Regions from separate parts of the Sus scrofa genome. Here region 1 is linked to region 2. A link is a contact called in public HiChIP or PLAC-seq data. All regions are on one chromosome and are shown on one strand. Each heading gives the region's core, a stretch centred on a gene start, on an enhancer-like site or on the middle of the called end of the contact. The rest is flanking DNA. Distances are from core to core; before and after follow the strand shown. Region 1 overlaps NUBP1 (nucleotide binding protein 1). Region 2 has its middle 15 kb from the start of SOCS1.

The links. HiChIP or PLAC-seq counts read pairs in DNA pulled down with a chosen protein or histone mark.
Region 1: an H3K27ac HiChIP or PLAC-seq map of alveolar macrophages shows a contact between it and region 2. The contact joins two enhancer-like sites. A contact is called at or near these places in 2 of 47 Hi-C or Micro-C datasets (embryonic fibroblasts and heart right ventricle) and 1 of 2 datasets of contacts at active chromatin or transcription factors (alveolar macrophages).

What each region holds. Positions count from the first base shown.
Region 1 is chr3:32,320,523-32,326,038 of Sscrofa11.1, reverse strand. NUBP1 (nucleotide binding protein 1) reads left to right here. Exons shown (of 11, transcript NM_001243382.1): 4 at 2,575-2,643; 5 at 4,951-4,983. Among named protein-coding and RNA genes, the nearest start is that of NUBP1, 8.5 kb to the left of the region's middle. Within about 2 kb of position 1,673, at least 14 of the 83 cell types and tissues checked have an H3K27ac peak or open chromatin away from gene starts, as enhancers often do. A contact at or near this core is called in alveolar macrophages, where this site is marked.
Region 2 is chr3:31,894,144-31,899,860 of Sscrofa11.1, reverse strand. No RefSeq gene overlaps it. Among named protein-coding and RNA genes, the nearest start is that of SOCS1, 15 kb to the right of the region's middle. Within about 2 kb of position 2,245, at least 10 of the 83 cell types and tissues checked have an H3K27ac peak or open chromatin away from gene starts, as enhancers often do. A contact at or near this core is called in alveolar macrophages, where this site is marked.

The sequences.
Region 1 (5,516 bases), core at 424-2,923, 430 kb before region 2:
CTTGGTCTCTGAGGCTCAGCTTTGTATTGGCCAAGTGGCTGGCCAAGAAATGTGTTTTCTGAAATGATCCATGGTACCCAGAATAATCTTTGCTTTTAGAAGCTGTCAGGCATCTTCTTAAACAGCTGGAGATGCTCTTTAACTGGGTCGGCTGCAAGGAGCCGCTTGGAATCTGAAGCTGTTTACACAGACCCATGTGCTTCCGTGTAATTATGTCCTAAAGCCCTACTGTGCGCACGTCCTGACTGCAGCACACTGAGGGGGGCACACGGCCTGCTGGAGACAGGCTAGAGGAGCTGGGTGTCTTTGGGCGCTGGTGTTTAACAGAAACGTCAGCATGCACGAAAGTGTATCTTCCCCGAATACCTGCTCAGGACAGAAACTATCACTGTCTGCCGGGGGCACCCGGGGTAGGCACAGAGCTCACATGGAGGGTCTTGCTAATTAAAGCCAAGTGGCATGCGCGCGCACCCTACATTCAGTGGGATGGTACCGACCACCCGTCCTTTTCTCCTGCCACCTGGTGACGGTTCATTACCCACTCCCAGCAAGGCTGTTCCATGGCAGTGCTCAGGCTGGCGGGTGTCTGACAGTTCATAAGGGGCCTCGAGTCACAGGGTAGCCCCTGACTGCTCGCAGGCAGGCCGGGGAGTGTGCAGGTTGGGGTGAAAAGAGGAGCCTGCGCGGTGTTGACCTGAGCCTGGAGATGACCCAGCATCCCATGCCTTCTTTCCGCTGCAAGAGCAGCTCCCGAAAGTTACAGCTGACCCTCCCGCCTGTGATCTGAAAGGCTCACCGTCACTGAAAGAGTCACACTGGGGGCTTCAGGGCTTGTAGACTTGAGCGCTGGAAGGGGCCTAATGACCTCCTGAAACACTGGCTTCATAGATGAGCAGCTCAGACAGAGCTGGCAGGAGAGGGCTCCTGTGCCAAGTGACACGCCTCGGAGCGCCTAGAATTAAGATGAGAGGCCGCTTCCAGTGACCTCTCAAGGGGAAGCATGGGGCGCTGGGTAGGGAAACGTGGATCCTGACAGCCCTGCCACACCTGTTCAACCATTTTCTGGCTGGGAAGAGGTGTGGCTGGGCTTCCTCTTCTCATCAGGCTTCTGGCACCTTCCACAGAGAGTCTGTGAGGATTAATGCAGGCACGTGTCTCCCAGCTAGGGGTCTCTAAGGTTCTCTGGCTTCCCTGGAGCAGAAAGGGAATGCGTCGGACGGGGCAGCGGCAGGATCAGCAGGGAGTCTGAAGGGGATGGCACACGGCCACTGAGAGAGTGGGGGTAGCAGGAATGTGCCGCGGCCTTTTCGGGTCCCACCACGGGGATGCGAGCACGTGATTGTTTCTTGCATCACTTTGCCCAAGATATCCCCTTGGTCATGGGGCGTCGGTGGCCAAGGTGGCAGGAGGGGGGGTGTCCTCAAAAGGAAACTGATTAAAGTGGCCCCACGAGAGAGACTTTCTAGACTGAGGGGCTAGAGACCTGAGAGTGTTGATGAAGGGTCTCGTTAGTGTCGCAGTGGTGGTGTAATTTCCCAGGTCGTGGGGCTCTGATGTAAGACGCTGGATCCTCAACACGCATCCGCCTAAAGCATCTGCCAGGCCTAGGACGTGGGTCTAGAGGATGAGCCTGGTTCTGCTGCACTCTTCCCGGGGTCCAGCAGGGGGCGTGCGAGGCCAGCAGGGATCGGAAGGATGAGCCGCCCTCCTGACCACGCTGTGAGGTCCTGTGAGGACCGCGGGAGGTCAGGGTTTCTGAGAGGCCTGAAGGAAGCCAGAAACGAATTGAGGGCAGTTAAAAAGCTACCCAGACCTGCTGTACTTTGGATCTCAGACGGGAGAGCGTTCAGGATGAACACAGCTGAAGGCTGTCCCAGACCCTTTCATTTTTCCCGCCTGGAGAGCAGGGCGTTTGGGGTAGAAGGAGTCATCCACGCCCCATGTTAACCAGCACAGAACTCGGGTAGCTGTCCTCAGGTTTGGCTTCTTTTTTTGGAAGTGGAGGCCAAGTCATTGTTAACCTTTAGCATCAAAGGAAAACGGAGCTTGGTCCGAGCCCAGCTGAGGATCCACTTTGGCCCTCGCCAGGCCCCAAGGCTCGCGGGAAGAGCCCTGGTGCTGGAGTCTGGAGACTTTGGTTCATGCCCCAGCTCTGCTCCCTGCTCATTGAACAAGCCTCTGGGCCTCTCTGAACCTCCGTTTCCTCTTCTGTGAAGCAGGGATAGTGATCTTTGCACACACACACACATACACACCAGCACAGGGTTAAGGGCCAAGTAGACAGTGCCTGGACCTGAATCTTGAAGGGACCTGACACCCATAAGATCCCCCTGGCAACAGGGCAGACTCAGGGCAGCTGGGGGGGCTGGGGGTGTCGAGGTCCTTTGCCAAGTTCTCATCAGGAGTCGAGGCTGTGTCTCCTGGGCCCGGAAGGTCAGCCTGACTCCCTCGTGAGGTCATCTGGTCCCGGTTTGACCCAGCTTCCTGCATCCTCTCCTGCCCTCCTTTCCTTGGAACCCCGTCCAGGGACTCTGCGCCCAGTCACCCCCTGCTCTGTCTCTTCTCGTCCCCCAGGTGGCTCTCCTAGACATTGACATCTGCGGGCCGTCGATCCCCAAGATCATGGGACTGGAGGGAGAACAGGTAATGGCTTCGTGAAAAAACGTGGCGGGGCTTTTTTCCCCGCAGCTGTAGCCCGGAGCTGCTAACCCTCTGCCAAGGGCTTTTACCTGGATGAGATGCCATTGGGTAAATGCTCACTGGTCCCCCTGTCTACCTGAACCATGGCCGTGAGTTCGGAGGGGGCAGGATCACACTTAAGTTCATCCAGACTGTCTGAGAAGTGTTCGTTTCCAGGCCTTCGCAGAGGGGAAGGGAAACAGCATGCAAATGCACAAGTCAGACTCGGAAGCCTGGCGCAGCCTGGGGAGGCTAGGCCAGGGCTCGCCAGAGGGCTGCACCCTGGACTCAAGGGGATAGCTCGGCCCTTGCGGTCACTGGAGGGCAAGTGAGACGGCAGGGCAGGCTAGTGACACAGGTGGGGGCAGAGCAGCAGGTCTCCCTTCTAGGTGGCACGGAGCTGACCTAGAGGGGCTCTCTGGGGGGCACTGACACAAGGCCAGAGGGCAAGGCTGTCAAGATGTGTTCATTCTCTGGTGTTCCCGCTGTGGTGCAAGGGGATCGGCGGTGTCTTAGGAGCCCTGGGACGGGGGTTTGAACCCCTGTCCAGCGCAATAGGTTAAGGATTGGCATTGTTGCAGCTGTGGCTTAGATCACAACTGCGGCTCTGATCTGATCCCTGACTGGGGAACTCTATATGCCTCGGGGCAGCGAAAAACAAAAAAAAAAACAAAAAAAAAGATTGGTTCTTTCTTTACTGCGTGCTGGGTTCAGAGGCCAGCAAGACAGATATAGACTCTGCTGTCGTGGGAGGGGCAGGCGATAGATAATAGGACGCTGAGCAGAGTGAGGGGACAGAAGGGTGGGGCAGGGGGAGCTGCTCACAGGGAGGGGCGGCAAGGGCACCCTGCCCAGACAGCCCAGAGGAGGGCACTTGGGGCAGGGCAGCCTGGGCAGGACTGCTGATGCAGAACGGTCCTCACACCCTCCCTACAGGGTCCCCAGGGCCAGGGCACAGTGACAGGGTAGCAGGGAGTGGCCAGGGGCAGAGGGGGCCAGTCCCTGGGGGACCGCTTCGGATGGCGCAGGGCTCGGGGTCTGCTTCTGAGCTGCTGGGGAAGGGCTGACACCGAGCAGCAGGGTCACGGCTGTGACCGCGTGGCCAAGGGCAGTGAGCTCCGCGGCACACGCCCCCTCGGCACGGGGACCGCTACTGTTGGTACGTGCAGGTGCTTCTCGCTGTGCCCGTTCTGAGTCGTTTATAAACACTAAATGCCAAGCGGTGAGAAAACCAGGAGCTCCACGCTTGTCCTCTCCTGTGCTTTGGGCCCTCGTGTTTACCCTCTTTCAAGACCAGTGACTTAGAGAATGAGTATTAACAGGAATGAGTGGGGGTTTCTCCTTAAAAGTATGACTTTAAAGCCAGTGACGAAGGACCATGTGTCATCTGATAAATGTTTCTATGGAGTGTGGGGAACAGGCACATCCATGGTCCCCTAGGACGGGGGAAACCTGGGGATGAGGGGCGATGCTTATGGGGTGCAAGGTATCTTCTTCAAGTAAAAATATCCTAAAATGTCCAATTCTGTCACTATCCTGAAGCCATTTAATTGTACATTCAAATGGGTGAATTACATCTCAGTAGACTATTTTTAAAAAGTTAATATTTCATCAAGAAAATAGACTGTGTTTTGGTTCCTGTGTTGCTTGCAGCATAGTGTCTAAGACTGATGTGTAATTGGAAGTTGTTGCATAAGTTCCAGTTTCCCAATAAAGCGTCAGTGCAGACTTGAACCCTGGCAGTTCGTGAACACCCACGACGAAGGAAGGGCTGGGTCTTGAAGCAGCGCCAAGCTGCTGGGTGACACCCCCGCCCCATTTCTCATCCCCCGGGGGCAGTGGTGCAGTCAAGTCACTGAGGCGGGTTCTGTGTCCCAGTTCCCTCAAGGTGGCCCCTGCGCCCCTGGTCTCGTACAGAGGCCGCCTCGCTGCTCCACCCTCTGCTGCAGCTCCTGCGCAGCCCCAGCCCATTGCTGTCACACTTTTAAAATAGCGAAAATTATATTTAGACTCTGATAACTTTGGTTCCCTGACTAGATGTCTAAGCAGGGCTTCAAAATAATCCGACCTGGCAGGGAGAAAGCACGTGAATTCTGCCACCCAGCACCCACCACCCACCGGCCACCGCTCGGGCCTCCCAGTGCTCATTCCCTAGGAAGGACTTGGCAGTAGTGCCGAAGACAACAGACGGTCTTCTCACTGGAAACTGCGTGTGAAGCATGACCAGGGTGTGTCATTTCTCACTAACGGGCACTGGCTTCTTCCACACAGGTTCACCAGAGCGGCTCGGGCTGGTCTCCAGTGGTGAGTGCTCCCCTCTGCCTGCTCTTCACTGGGGTGGGCACGGGCCTGGCGGGCCGCATTTTTCTCAACCCAACTCTGTGTGTCAGTCAGCAACTACTTTTGGAGGCACTTGGCTAGTCACAGGGAATCCGGTTATGACCAGGGACCAGCAGACTCCGTCTGTCAAGGCTCAGAGAGCAAATATTTCCAGTTTGTGGGCCACACAGTTGCCGCTATGGTAGCTCGAAAGTAGCAACATGCAAGCGAACGACCGTGGCTGTTTTCCCAGAAAGCTACGTCTAAAACCAGAAGGAAGGCCATAGTTTGCCAACCCTGGTCAGACAGTCAAGGAAATGATGTTTACTTCAGCTGGGTTCACTGTCAGTGCCGCAGAGGGTGGTCTGGTGCCTCTTTCAATCCCCCTGGTAGCCTCTTTTTTTAATGGGGGGGGGTGGTTTGAAGATTCATAAGACTGAATATTAAGTAGTAATTTTTTCAGCCAGAGCTCAGACAAAAGACAGGGAAGTGCCTTGCCCTGTGGTTTTAAGTAAAAC
Region 2 (5,717 bases), core at 996-3,495:
TTGGACTTCCTCTTCTGGCACGAGCCAGAGAAAAGGCTCCACTTTTGAAGGGCCCTGTGATGAAGTTAGATCCCTTGGATGCCTCCCTTCTGTAAAACCAACCACATGCCGTGACCTAATCACGGGAGCAAAATCCATTATATACACGTCCTGGGGATTGGCAGGGTGGCAGGAAAGGAGGGGGGCTATTTTAGAATTCTTCCCACCGTAGCGCTGAGAGCTGGGGTCATTTGTACACAGAAATAAAACTCCGAGGCAGTCGTGGATAAGCTTTTCCGACGTGGAAGCTCGCGTCCTCCCGTTTAAGAAAAAAATGTCCCTCCGTCTTCTCTGTTCTGTCTTCAATGCCTGTGAGTTTGCATCTTGTGGAATGAGCCTCTCATGTCTTTGCCTTTTATGTCGTATATTCAGTCTCTTTTTCTGGGAGATTTTCCAGTCTTCTCTTCCAATGCTGATGTTGAAGTTTTTCTCTCTGTTCTCCATTCTCCAGTTCCTTCTTGGTCATTGACTGTGTCTTTAGACAGACTCTTGTTCTTGTCTCTTTTTTTTGTCTTTTTAGAGCTGCACCTGCGGCATGTGGCGGTTCCCAGGCTAGGGGTCCAATCAGAGCTACAGCTGCCGACCTACACCACAGCCACAAGAATGCCAGATCTGAGCCACGTCTGCGACCTACACCAGAGCTCACGGCCATGCCAGAACCTTAACCCACTGAGCGAGGCCAGGGATCGAACCTGCAACCTCATTGTTCCTAGTCGGATTCGTTTCCGCTGCACCACGACGGGGACTCCTTGTTCTTGTCTTATAGAGTCAACCAACCTCTCTTATTTTCTCTGAGGTTTTTTTGTTGTCTTGATTTTTTTTCCTCCTCCCTGCATTGGTCCTGTTCTCTAGGATTCTTTTCCTCTGCTGATTTTGATCTTCGACTTTCGTTGAACAAGCCTGCCTCAAGTGTCCAGTGATGCTCGGTTGTGAGTTCATACTGAAGATCAGGAAGCTAAAAACAGATCATCAGAAGTGTCATGCCTACGGGCAGGGTGTGTGGACATGTGCTTCTCAACCAGGCGACTGGGCAGGATCTGGTTGTCACAGTAGACTCCTAGAGCCAGCATCCGAAGTGTCCTCTCCTCGGCAGGTCAGTTTCCCCAAAGAGGATCTCCGGACCTCCTGTCTGGGGAAAAGCAGGGCTGCCAGCTCCTAGGGACCACACAGGGGATGGGGAAAGAGACGTCCTATTGATGGGCACATGGCCTTTCCCTTTACCCCTTGTGTCAGGCTTGACCACATGCTCAATTTAGTCTGCTGTCCTCAAGTTCAAGGCCCCTGTCCTCAAGCACAGTTTTTATTTAGACGGTATATTTCTTAGGGGTGTGGAATGAGAGGCTGATGGTGACTGGACGGCTGACAGCCTTCTAGATTATCCCTTGGCACCTCCACGATGCCCGGTGGTGGGGTATAAAAATGAACCGGACGTGGAGTTCCCACTGTGGCGCGATGGGATTGGTGGTGTCTTGGGAGTGCTGGGACCTGGTTTTGATCCCTGGCCCAACACAGAGGGTTAAGGATCTGACGTTGCTGCAGCTGTGGCTTAGGTCTCCCCTGGGGCTCGGATCTGATCCCTGGCCTGGGACCTCCATATGCCTCAGGGTGGCCAAAAATGGAAAAAAAAAAAAAAGGAACCAGACATGTTCAGCCACCAGGGTTGAAGACCTACTAATTCAGAGCACCCCACCCACTATGTGCCAGATGTAGGGTTTGGCCCCTCGGGGAACATGTGGCCATGGGAGACATGTTTGGGGTCATACCTGTAGAGGGGGTGTGGGCACTACTGGCGTCTAGTGGGTAGAGGCCAGGGATGCCGCTGAATGTCCTATAACACACAGGACCGTCCCCATAATAGGAAAGTCAGTAGGGCCGAGGTGGGGGATCCCACTCTAGAACAACGAAAGACATGGTCCCTGGCTTCAGGGAAGAGGAGCAAAGAATTTCTGTCTCCTTAACACCTACTATGTGCTTTTGCAGCAACCCTCCCTTGCAGGAGAGCTCGGCTCTCAGCCTGGGCCAGGTGCGTCGCAGTAAGAGCTGCTCATGCCCACCTTCCTGCCCAGCAAGCCCCCCCCCACTTCAGCCTCCGGGGAAGCGCGCAGGGTGGCAGCAGCTGCCAGGGTGCGAGCCGGCCCAGACCTGCGGCCCTGCTTGACGTTGGTCCCCACCAAGCCATGTGACGAGGCCAGGCCACAAGAAAGAGGTTTCAACAAGCGTTATCGCTTCCTGGAACTCCGACTCGGCGACTTCCCCGAAGACCGGCTGTGCCTGGCGGGTGGGCTGTGTGCACGGCGGGGGGGTGGGGGGTGGGGAAGAAAGGACAGGCTGCTCCCTTCCTCCTCCGCTGTCCCCACAGCTGCCACCCTCTATCTCAGTCTGACTACCTGGAAATACTCCGCCCCGCCGGGCCCAGCGCCCCTGCGGCGGGGGCTGTCAGATCAGTAGCATCCCCGGGAGCGGAGAGGTGGGGGGATCCAGAAGGTCCTCCCCACAGCCTCTGGGATGCCCAGGCCGAGCCCGACCAGGCCGGGTCCCCGGGGGGTCCAGAAACCCGCCCCCAACAAGGGCAGCTGGCAACCAAGTTGGACACAGATTCACCTCAGTGTCACTGGCTGCAAAACGGACACAATCTCCCACTCCCTGTCATCTGCCCTCCAGATGGGGGACACTTGGTTGGCACACAGGCAATTACTGTTTCTGTCTGGCTGGTTCGAGCCTTGGAAATCCAGAGGGGAGGAGAAAAGTCCCACAGAGGTGGGGGCGAGGGGGACAGTCAGAAACAGAAGGTTCTTGGATGCCGTTATCTCTGGGTGGCTGTGATGACTCTGGAATAAGTCACTTCCTCGAGTCCCCACTTCACAGAAACCCAGGCTGTAAATATAGACCTGGCCGCAATGGGGCGGGGTGGTGGGGTCACGGGCAGCCAGGGGAGGGTGGCTGAGGAGGAGGAACCCAGGGCGAAGCCCGAATCCTCCTAGCAGGCGGACGCCTCCAGGCCCTGGCGGTGGGCTTTGCTTCAGCTGTAGCCGTGAAGACAGGTTGAAGCTCACTGCCGGCACTCTTATTGGAGTTTTGACCTACAGAAGTGGTGATGTCATGAGCTGTGGTCCAACGCAATCCACCTACAAGATGGTTTCAAGAATTAAACGAGGAGTTCCCACTGTGGCACAACAGGATCGGTGGCATCTTGGGAGGGCTGGGATGCGTGTTCGATCCCCAGCCCAGCACAGAGGGTTAAAGATCCTGCATTGCCGCAGCTGCAGCTTGGGTTGAAACGGCGGCTTGAATCTGATCCCCGGCCTGGGAACTCCATGTGCTGAGAGGCGGCCCAAAAAGGAGGAAAAAGAAAAAGAATTAAATGAGATAGTGTGAAGCGCTTAGCACCGAGTCTATGTTAATTAGTGCTAAATGAAGAAGAGCCTTTAGGTCATATGATGGTATCTACTTTATATCACTTATCGAACAGCATATCGTCAATGATATTAGCGACCCTAAATGTTACCCGTTCTCTCCCCCATCCTCCTCTTGTCAAGTACACATTTTTTTTTTTTTTTGACTGCACCTGTGGCATATGGAAGTTCCGGGGCCAGGGATCGAACCTGCGCTTCCGTTGTGACCGGCACCACAGCTGCAGCGATGCCAGGTCCTTAACTTGCAGTGCCACAGGGGAACACCTCACATCCACACATGAGCATGCAGTGTGTGCCCAGGATAGGCAGAAGCGTTCTTCGTTGTCACCGGTGCTCTGTGTCACCCCTGATTCCAGGGCCTGTGCCGTGTGCAGGCATGAGGCGAGGGCTCCACGTCTGAATACGCGGGTGCATACGCCAACACTGTCACAACGGGTTACTTCTCATTCTGAACACCCTGGCTGGGAAGGTCCAAGCAGTTGTGCAAGCTGCAGCTGGCTCACGAGGCACCTTGTGTTTACGTTGGGCCATGGTATTGAGGCCAGAAGTCAGCCTGTATGGGGGCAATTGCCTTTTCCAACCCCAGTGTCAGACTTTCTATCAATGTCTTGAATGTCCCCTTGCCAGTCACTCGATGTCTTTTCTTTTGTCTTTTTGCCTCTTCTAGGGCAGCTCCCGCGGCATATGGAGATTTCCAGGCTAGGGGTCTAATTGGAGCTGTAGCTGCCAGCCTACACCACAGCCACAGCCACAGCCACAGGGGATCCGAGCCACATCTGCAACCTACACCACAGCCCACGGCAACGCCGGATCCTTCACCCACTGAGCAAGGCTAGGGATCGAACCCGCAATCTCATGGTTCCTAGTCAGATTCGTTAACCGCTGAGCCATAATGGGAACTCTGGTCACTCAATGTCTTAACCAAGGGTTCATTTGGGATCCTGACTGTCTCCCAGGTGTTCACCGCCCTTGCCCTAAGCAGGAGTCTGGGAAGATGGAAGGATGGATAGAACTGAGGCTAGAGCTTTGTGGCACACGTGTGTGTGTGTGTAACCATTTACAAAGCCAGGGACCCACCCGGGACAGTGACGCTTCTGTCTGCATTCAGACCTCATTGTGGTCCAACTTTGGTTTTACCCCATGTTGGCTGTGTGGCCCTTGGCAGGTCGTTTCATGTCTCTGGGCCTCAGTTGCCTCACCTGAGAAATGGGGCTCATTACGGAGCTATCTTCCAGGGTGGTCAGAAGGATTAACCGAGAGAGCGTGCATGGCATCCCCAGTGGTGTCTGACACAGAGTAGGTACTCCGTGTGAGCTGAGTAGGAGAACTAGTCAGAGGCATGACCTTTTTCTGCACCCGACACAGCCTGGAAGGGTCAGCGGCAGCACGGCTGAGGCAGGAGTGAGGCAAGGCTCTTGCTGGTCACTGCCCCCCTGCCTGGGGGCTCAGGTCCCCCAACCAGAGTGACTTTCCCTCTCTGAACAGTAATTCCCCACCCAGGAAGGAACAAGACCTCAGCGGCCAGTTTAGAGCATCCAGTGAAATGTCCATCGCAAAGTCCACCCGGGTCTCTTACCTGCTCCCGCTGGACCCCAGCGTCCTTACTGGAGAAACAGGTACCATCACCCCACCGCTTGTCAGCCAGTGACCTGGAAGGCTGCTCACGAAATGCTCAGCGGAAAGAGCGGGGTACTGTAGGGGTCGTAAAGAATGATGTCATTTTGGGGAGTTCCTCTTGTGGTGCAGTGGAAACAAATCCGTCCAGCATCCATGAAGATGCAGGTTCAATCCCTGGCCTCACTCAGTGGGTTAAAGATCCAGTGTTGCCGTGAACTGTGGTGTAGGTCGCAGATGCGGCTCAGATCCCGCGTTTCTGTGGCTGTGGTGTAGGTTGTGAGCTGCAGCTTCAATTCGACCCCTAGCCTGGGAACTTCCATATGCCGTGGGTGCGGCCCTAAAAAAGCAAAAAAATAAAACAAAAAAAGAATGATGTCATTTTTAAAAGAAAATATATACATATCTGTAGAAATCAGGAAAAATATGTATTTCATACTCGCATTATTGGTAGATACTTTTTTAAATCGAACAACAAACACGGAGATTAAAACATAATTTGGAGGAGTTCCGTTGTGGATCAGTGGGTTAAGAATCCGACTAGTATCCATGAGGATACTCAGTCAGAGGGTTGAGGAGCCGGTATTGCCGCAGGCTATGACGTGGGCCGCAGGTGTGGCTCCTGGTCTGAGAACTTCCATGTGTGGCAAA